Linked DNA regions of Mus musculus: region 2 is linked to region 1. Evidence: chromatin contacts called from public HiChIP or PLAC-seq data. All regions are on one chromosome and are shown on one strand. Each heading gives the region's core, a stretch centred on a gene start, on an enhancer-like site or on the middle of the called end of the contact. The rest is flanking DNA. Distances are from core to core; before and after follow the strand shown.

What was found. HiChIP or PLAC-seq counts read pairs in DNA pulled down with a chosen protein or histone mark.
Region 2: an HNF4G HiChIP or PLAC-seq map of pancreatic cancer cells shows a contact between it and region 1. The contact joins the promoter of Nelfb here to the enhancer-like site in region 1. A contact is called at or near these places in 3 of 39 promoter capture datasets (hematopoietic stem and progenitor cells, liver and neural stem cells), 6 of 115 datasets of contacts at active chromatin or transcription factors (the SCID.adh cell line, effector CD8 T cells, embryonic stem cells and 2 more) and 3 of 9 other capture datasets (adipose tissue, liver and pancreatic islet).

What each region holds. Positions count from the first base shown.
Region 1 is chr2:25,147,801-25,151,610 of GRCm38.p6, forward strand. No RefSeq gene overlaps it. Among named protein-coding and RNA genes, the nearest start is that of Gm13387, 4.2 kb to the left of the region's middle. Within about 2 kb of position 2,076, at least 45 of the 459 cell types and tissues checked have an H3K27ac peak or open chromatin away from gene starts, as enhancers often do. A contact at or near this core is called in effector CD8 T cells and pancreatic cancer cells, where this site is marked.
Region 2 is chr2:25,209,044-25,213,065 of GRCm38.p6, forward strand. It overlaps Nelfb (negative elongation factor complex member B), which reads right to left and starts at 2,446. Exons shown (of 13, transcript NM_021393.3): 1 at 2,059-2,446; 2 at 1,666-1,829; 3 at 1,395-1,494; 4 at 811-1,041. The coding sequence starts at 2,304. It overlaps Stpg3 (sperm tail PG rich repeat containing 3), which reads right to left. Exons shown (of 6, transcript NM_028961.1): 6 at 3,516-4,022. The coding sequence ends at 3,996.

The DNA.
Region 1 (3,810 bases), core at 826-3,325:
TCTCCATTATAGCCCGACAGGATTGGTGTGGACTGGAGTGGAAGGGATCTCCATTTGCTGTGCTGGGCCAGCCTTATGCATCCTTTCTGTAAGCAGCCAATGTGTTCTGTTGGGTGTGCCTGAACTCTCTCCGACCTGGAGGGCAGAACACAGGCTTTCTCTAGGCTACAGCTTCTCTCAGACTACTGTATCACCAAACTAGGTGAGAGCAGCTCCTCAGACCCTGCCCAGCTCACACCTCTACACCACACCCTGCCCAGCTCACACCTCTACACCACACCCTGCCCAGCTCACACCTCTACACCACACCCTGCCCAGCTCACACCTCTACACCACACCCTTCCGCTCCACATGCACTTAGGAAGCACCAGGCAAGCTCATCTGAATGCCAGATTCCCTCAGGCAGATCTGAAGAGACTGGGCAATGTCAGCCCTGCCCTGGCCGGCACAGAACAGCAGACCCGGGCAGTGTAGACCCGCTGCTGGTGCACAAGTAGGAAAGCATCCATGCTTGCCTAACCCTGAAACCGTCTCCTTGCTGCCAAGTGTCCCAGAAAGCAACTGGCCAAGTGGGCTCTGTAGGATGATCTGTTTGACCCTTCTTCCTTGGCTGGATTACCATCAAGTTGGCCCCCCAAGGGGCAGGGCAAAATCCACAGAATTTAAGGAAGAGGTCCCTGCTGCCTGCACAACACCCTCAACCCTCCTGATGTGAGGCACTCTCTTGGCTGTGTGCTCTGAACAGGAGCCCTAGTAGGCCAGGTATCTTCCCTGAAGGGCCTAGGAAGCTGGTGACTGGTGGCTGCAGCCTGTGGCTTACACACAGCCATCCTCAGTGTCCCCGGCACCTCCTTCTGCAATGGCAGGGTGAAGGAGATAGGGGGTTCACTGGCACAGGAATAGGATGACACAGGCTGGTGTGGCAAGCCATCATCCTTCAGGGCCAGTGTCTTACCCCAACAGGGTTTCTTTGACAGATGGGGCACAACATTGTCTGTGGATAATGGAGACTGGAGAGCCATGAGGCCTGAACCTCCTGGTATAACAAGAACGGGGCAAGCCCTTGAGCAAAGCACAGCAGCTCTCCACTTGTGAGGAGGAGCTTGTCTATACGGGTGTAGTATGGCGGAGCAGGGCTGTAACCACACACACGCACACACACGCACACACACCCCTCCTTACCTTCTTCACAGGCTAGTTGTATGTCAACTTGACACAGACTAGAGTCATCTGAGAAGAGGGAGTCCCAATTGAGAAATGATTCCATAAGACTAGGCTGTAGGCAAGCCTGTAGAACATTTTCTTAATTAGCGATTGATAGGGGTGACACCCCTGAGGTCAGGAGTTCTATAAAAAAGAAGCTGAGCGAGCCAATAAGCAGCACCTCTCCATGGCCTCTACATCCACTCCTGCCTCCAGGTTCCTGCCCTGTTTGAGTTCCTATCCTGGTTTCCTCTGATGGTGATGACACTGCTGTAGTGTGAGCCAGATAAGCCTTTCCTCCCCAAGTCGCTTTGGTCATGGTGCTTCATCAGAGCAATAGTGACCTTAACTAAGGCACCTCTCCATACGCTGCAACTAAAGCTGTCTCTGCCCACTTGGCTGCAGATGCCTCCTGCTCAGTGAAGGTGCACCCAGCCCTGTGCAGAAAGCCTGACCACTTCTGCCACTCATGGGACCTGGGCAGGAGACACAGGGAGAGACCAGCATCACAGGATCCCACACCACAGGTGGCCGCAACCCTCCCCAGGAAGGCAGGTACTTGAGGCTCCTTACTCAGGACTCTTGGGGAAAGGAGTCAGAGTCTAAGCCTGGGACACACAGACATGAGGCAGCAGCTTTTACCCTAGATCATGGTAGGTCTTTCCTGAAGGCAGCCGTTGAATTTCTCCCTCCCCTCCATTACTTCCCACTCTGTGCACCTACCCAAGGTCCTCTGTGGAGCATTGTTTGTTTGGCCTGTGTTTCTGAATTCTGGAGTTCATAAAGCTGGTGACACTCTTATGTAAACAGAGCTGACCTTTCACTACACAGGTGACTCATGGCTGGGACTTTTTGCAGATGCCTGTGGCCACCAGGGAAGTTGCTATGTCCAAGGTCCCTGCCAGGGCCTTCCATGTAATATGTGACAGCATGCTCTAGGGACTTGCACAGAGCCTTGCTGTCTTGATGCAAACGTAGATCTGTTTGCTGGACAACAGTAAGGTGCACCACAGGGCAGCTGAAGTGAGTGTTGAGAGGGGTCCTGGGTCATTACGATATATGCCTGCAGCCAGCACTACACCTCCTGCTCGTCCACAGATCATCCACAGTAAGGGGCTGCGAATGAAGTACCAGTGGGGAACCACTGACCAGGGAGAGGCTTTCCACCTGAAATCCAGAAGACGCAGAGGGGGCTGTCACTGATGGCCTGTGAACAACAACCATAGCAGACATCACAGTGCTGGGCCTGGGCTGCTATAACAAACTTCTGGGCAGTACTCTAGCTCACCCCTTAGCTCTGTAGCCCAGGGCCCAAGGTCAGCTTCTCAGCAGCACAGTCCCTATGTCCCAGGGATGACCTAGAAGACAGCTGAGGAGCCTCTTTCTTCTTGCCTGTTGACCTTGCCTCGGTGGGCACCCATGTTCCTTACTCCCAGGTTCCTCCTCCAAGTATCACTCCATGTACCTGTCCCCGCTCTGGACAGTCAAAGGCCTCGTGTTTGCTCCGATGAAGGCCTCGTGCAATACCAAGCCAAGCACATTTCTTGGTGAGCACAAGAAATGATCACATGGCAAAAACTCCAGGGCAGCCCGCTCTTCCCCAGTAACCTGCTCTTGAAGAAGCTAATGGGTTCCATGGGAACTACACCAGTCCCTTCCGTAGCTGGTTCTCTCACATCTGACTGCCTCCAGCAGGCTCTCCTCTCAAGCCCAGAACTTTAGCATTGCCACATTAGGGACCAAGCTTCCAGCTAATAGATCTTTGGGAGCGTAGACGTCATATGTAGCTTTCTGCCAAAATCAGGCGTCAAAGCAATAAGAGCCTTTTCCAGAGGCAGAGAGGCTAGCGGGCTATGGTGTAGTGTGGTGTAGTTGCTATTCCTGGTTGTCAACTTGACTATATCTGGAATGAACTACAATCCAGAATTGGAAGGCTCACCAGTGATCCTAATCTGAAGGCTGGGAGATAGAAGTTTTCTGACCTGGATCTTGGCATGGAGATCTTGAGACATAGTGGCTATGAATTCCAGATTAAGAAAGGGAGATCTCTGAGTTCAAGGTCATCTGGGGTTAAAGGTGTGGTGGCACACACCTTTAATCTGGGTACACCTTCTGCTGGAGACCTTCATAAGGACATTGGAAGAAGAAAGATTTACTCTCTCCTTTTCCTGCTTGCCTTGTGGGACTGAGCAACTGCTCGATCCTTGGACTTCCATTCACAGCTGCTGCTGACCTTGTTGGGAGTTGGACTGCAGACTGTAAGTCATCAACAGGTTCCTTATTAGAGACTACCCATAAGTTCTGTGACTCTAGAGAACCCTGACTAATACATGTGGTGAGGTGTACATTGATCAAACTTGGTTGATCAATAATCTCCAGTGGGTGCAGGACATGGTGGTGCACGGCTTTAATCCCAGCACTTTGGAGGCAGAAGCAGATGGGTCCCCATGGGTTTCAGGCCAGCGTGGTCTACAGAGAAAATTCCAAGCCAGCTTGAGCTACACAGTGAGACCCTGTCTGAAAGGAAAAAAAAAAAAAAAAAAAAAAAAAAAAAGAAAAACAAAGGGAAAGGAAAAACCCCACCCAGTGGGTATCAAAGAAGCAGCC
Region 2 (4,022 bases), core at 1,196-3,695, 62 kb after region 1:
AACATGGTCATTTACACAGATACATAAGTAATGTAATAATAAATTCTCAACAACAACAACAAAAATGATGCTTATGGGCTGGAGAGATGGCTCAGTGGTGAGCATCCTGCTCTTCCAGAGGAGCTCAGCCCAACTCCTAGTGCCTACATCAGGCATCTCACAAACAGAACCCAGTACTATGGGCATCCCACTCCTCTGTCCTCTGTGGGCATGCTGTAGACACACGTACAGAGACACAAACAAATAATTAAAATTAATTTAAAACATTTTAAAGATGCCACTTATGAGCCAGACATGATGGCCATACCTTTAACCCCAGCACTTGGGAACAGAGGCAGGTGGATCTCTGTGAGTTCAAAGCCAGCCTAACCTACATAGGGAGTTTCAGGCCAGTCAGGGCTACACTGGAAAGTCCTGTCTCAAAAATAAATAAGTAAGCCACTTAGGGAAATTTTGAATTTAGAATAATGCCAACATCAGTAAGAGGTTAGAATAGTAGGTAAAAACTTTCATTCAGTTTTTTTCTTTTTGGTTTTTTGGTTTTGTTTTTTTTTTTTTGGTTTTTTTTTTTGGTTTTGTTTTTTTTTTGTTGTTGTTTTTTTTTTGTTTTTGTTTTTTTTTTAAGATGAGATCTGCTGTCACTCAGGCTGGCCTCAAAACTCACAGCAATCCTCCTGCCACAACCTCTGCCAACCAACTTTTTCCAGGCTGCATACACAAGCTCATGCTCACAGAAACAAACTAAGAGCTACACCCAGGGAAGAGGCATGGAATGAAGGGCTGGCCGCACAGCCCTGAGAGGCATCTCACCTCTCCTTGGCGCCGGGTCTTGGGGGAAGGGCTGAAGAAGTTGTGCAGCACAGAGAGCTCTGTGCTGAAGAGCGCACTCTCTTTCTCTAGGATATACTGCTTCAGCAGTGGTGAGACTTCATCACCAAAGAGAGCCTGGTTGTCTTGCCAAATCTGCCTCTTCACTTCCACAGCACATGCCCGGTACAACTCCTTGTCAGCCATCACCAGCTTCAGCTTCTTCTCAGGAACCTACACAGTAAACACCACAGCTCCCTGCAAGCCCTGCCTGTGTCGCCATGAGGACACAGCTGCCTCCATGAGGCCTCAGCTGCCCACAGACCCTACAGAGCCCAGACTGTGATGGACCTCCAACTCTTAGCAGGTGAATTCAGGCATCCAGAATCTCCACAGTCCTCTTCCCACAAAAGACCCACCCTGCACTTCAAGGGATAAATATTTCCATTTGGCTCAACCAGGGGAAGTGTGTGATATAAAGAAGGGGCCCAGAGCTTGCTGGAGGGCAAGTCCATCAAACTTTCCCAGAGCTAAGCAACTTCCTGCACTAAACACACAGTCTGAGAGGCTGGCCCCACAGTTCTCACCTTGGGCAAGTGTTTCATAACACACATCACCACTGGTTGTAGGGATGGCATCTTGACCAAAGAAAAGCTCTTTTCCAGAAGGTCTTCCAGCTTCTTGTACCTGCACAGATTTGCACAGCTGAGGAAGTGTGTCTCCACATGCAGAACATACAGAGAAGAGGAATCCCTCAAACACATTCCATTCCAGGTTGTATCTACAGGTAGGGCTGTGCAGCCATGGAGACCATCAATGCTACTCACAAAGATAAGCAGCTTCCTGGTAGAGACCCACCTCTCCTCTGCCTTTCCCTCAGAGGCAATTGCTGACACTCGTTCCAGAAGTTTGTCACGTAGTTCATCAAACACTGACTGATGGAACTCCAGCCGCGGTGTCCCGTGTAGATCCAAGAAGGGCAGGGCCGACTGCAGGGAAGGCAGCAACACGCCATTCTCTGTCTGGAGAAGCAGAGGGTAAACGCGTACGCATTTTGCTTGGCCGCAGCCAAGTCAGCACGGACACCACGGATGCCGAGTACTAGGGTCCGCCATAGTAACAGCGGAAAAGGGAAAACACTCAGTTACTCAGCGGGTCCCTAGCGCAGAACCTTTAGCGCCTCCATCCAAGCGTCGGGAGCGCGCCGAATTGTGTCCAGCTTCCCTAGCTGCCCCGGCCCCTTCTGCCCACCTGAAATTGTTCAATGGCCTTGAGAGGCTCGGTGCAGTTGGTCAGGGTCTCTTTCAGGTCCTCGCCATTGGCCACGCCCAGGTCCTGGAGCCCCGCGAACATGGCGGAGGCTCCGGCGGACGCTCGGCTGTGTACCCCATCCCCACCGCGCTCCGCTGGAGCCGTAGCGGACCCTGACGGAGCCCCAGAAGCCCTCTCCACGGTGCCACGAGGACCCCCCAAGCCCCGTTCGCCCGCCGCCTCCAGTGTGGCCAGATCGCGTCAGCAGAGCAGCTCGCACGGACCCACACCTCCCACTTCCGCCCTTGACTGCCTAGGTCCAGCAGCCAATAGGCCCCGGGAAAACGCCTCCGCCGCCCGCAGGTTCCGAGCAGCGACTTGCTACCCAGTGAGAGGTCGTGAGAACGTGCTCAAGGGGCGGGGTCGAGATGTGAAGTTACCCCATCTCCGGAGGCCTTAGCCACTCTAGCCCGCGCTCTTGTCAGTACGATGAAAATTTCAGCTTTTCAGTTCGACTGCTCTCTGGGAACCAGAACCTACGACAGTTTCAGGGGATCTGATGCCCTCTTCTGACCTCCACAAGCACCATGGGGTATACAGACATACATGCATTTATATGCATAAATGAAGTCACTTTTTAAGTGAGTTCTGGTTTGGGCTTAGTAGTACAATTTTTTTCCCCCTTGAGACATGGACACTTTAGACTTGGTTGTCTCAAACTCAGACCCTCTGCTTCCTGACTGCTGGGGTTAAAGGCTTGTGCTGTCACACTTGGCAATGATGCATATCTTTAATCCTAGCACTTGGGAGGTAGAACCAGGAGACTCTCTGTTAGTTCAGGACTAGCCTGGTTTACACAGTAACTTCCAAGACAGCCAGGGCCTGTCTGGGGAGGATGGAAAGAAAGAAAGAAATCAGCTCTGAGAGCTAGGAAAATAATAGCTCAGCAGTTAAGAACGTTTTCTGCTTATTGCAGGGGGCCTGGGTTCAGTTCCAGCACCTACATAGCAGCTCTGTAACGTCACTTCCAAGGAATCTAATGTCTTCTGGGTACTAAGCACACATACACATACATACAAGCAAACAAAACACCATACACATAAAATACATTTTAAAAACGTTCTTTAGTGAGATCTGTGTCTGGGTGTGGAAGAAAGTATGGAGAGAGCTCTGGAGAAATTGCTATTACTAGCTGCAGGGCAAGGCTCCTGAAGGGGGCTACTTCTAAGTAGGAAGGCAGATCAACAGTGCTGAGGGAACCATCATTGGGCAGGGGCTAGGGTGGGAAGGCTTTGGGCGTGGGTTCTCAGAACACAAGTTACCAAACCCAGTTGACTCTTCAGGTCAAGGCTCCAGGGGAGTAGGGCCAGTGTCTGGTGAGCTGATTCCCTGGGTCCTACCTCAGTGGGCTAGGCAAGGCTGTCTGCAGACAGGTGTCTGCACCCCAGGTTCTGACTTCCCATCCCATCCCAATAGTTCCTCAGCCCAGCAAGCATCCCTGATCCTCAGGTAGATGCTGGACCTTAGGTGAGTGGATTAGATTGTCCCACATTGCCTTTTCCTATTCTATCCTAGGTCAGAAAGCTTAGGGTTAGTTCCCAGACTGCCATTTCAATCCTGAAGAAAAGAACACCACGCAGGAACAGAGAAAGCCAGAAATACCAGGGAAGCAGAAAGCCACATATTCAAGACAGCCCATTGGGCAAAGGATGGGCAACCAGGCACACCAGAGACCACAGTTCAGAAGAATCATTTGCATCTTGGTATAGTGGGGTGAAAGGGGACTCTGGGAAGACTCTTCTTGTTGGACAGCCTAAGCCAGAAGAGTGGGTGAGGGGTGTCTAGAGGATCAGAAAGCCGGCTATAGACAAAGAGTTCCAAAGGAAGCCTTGGTAAGCCTCAAGAGAGGTCAGCTTTGCAACCTATACCCGATGGGCCTATAGTGTGCAGAAAGGGCCTGTGTC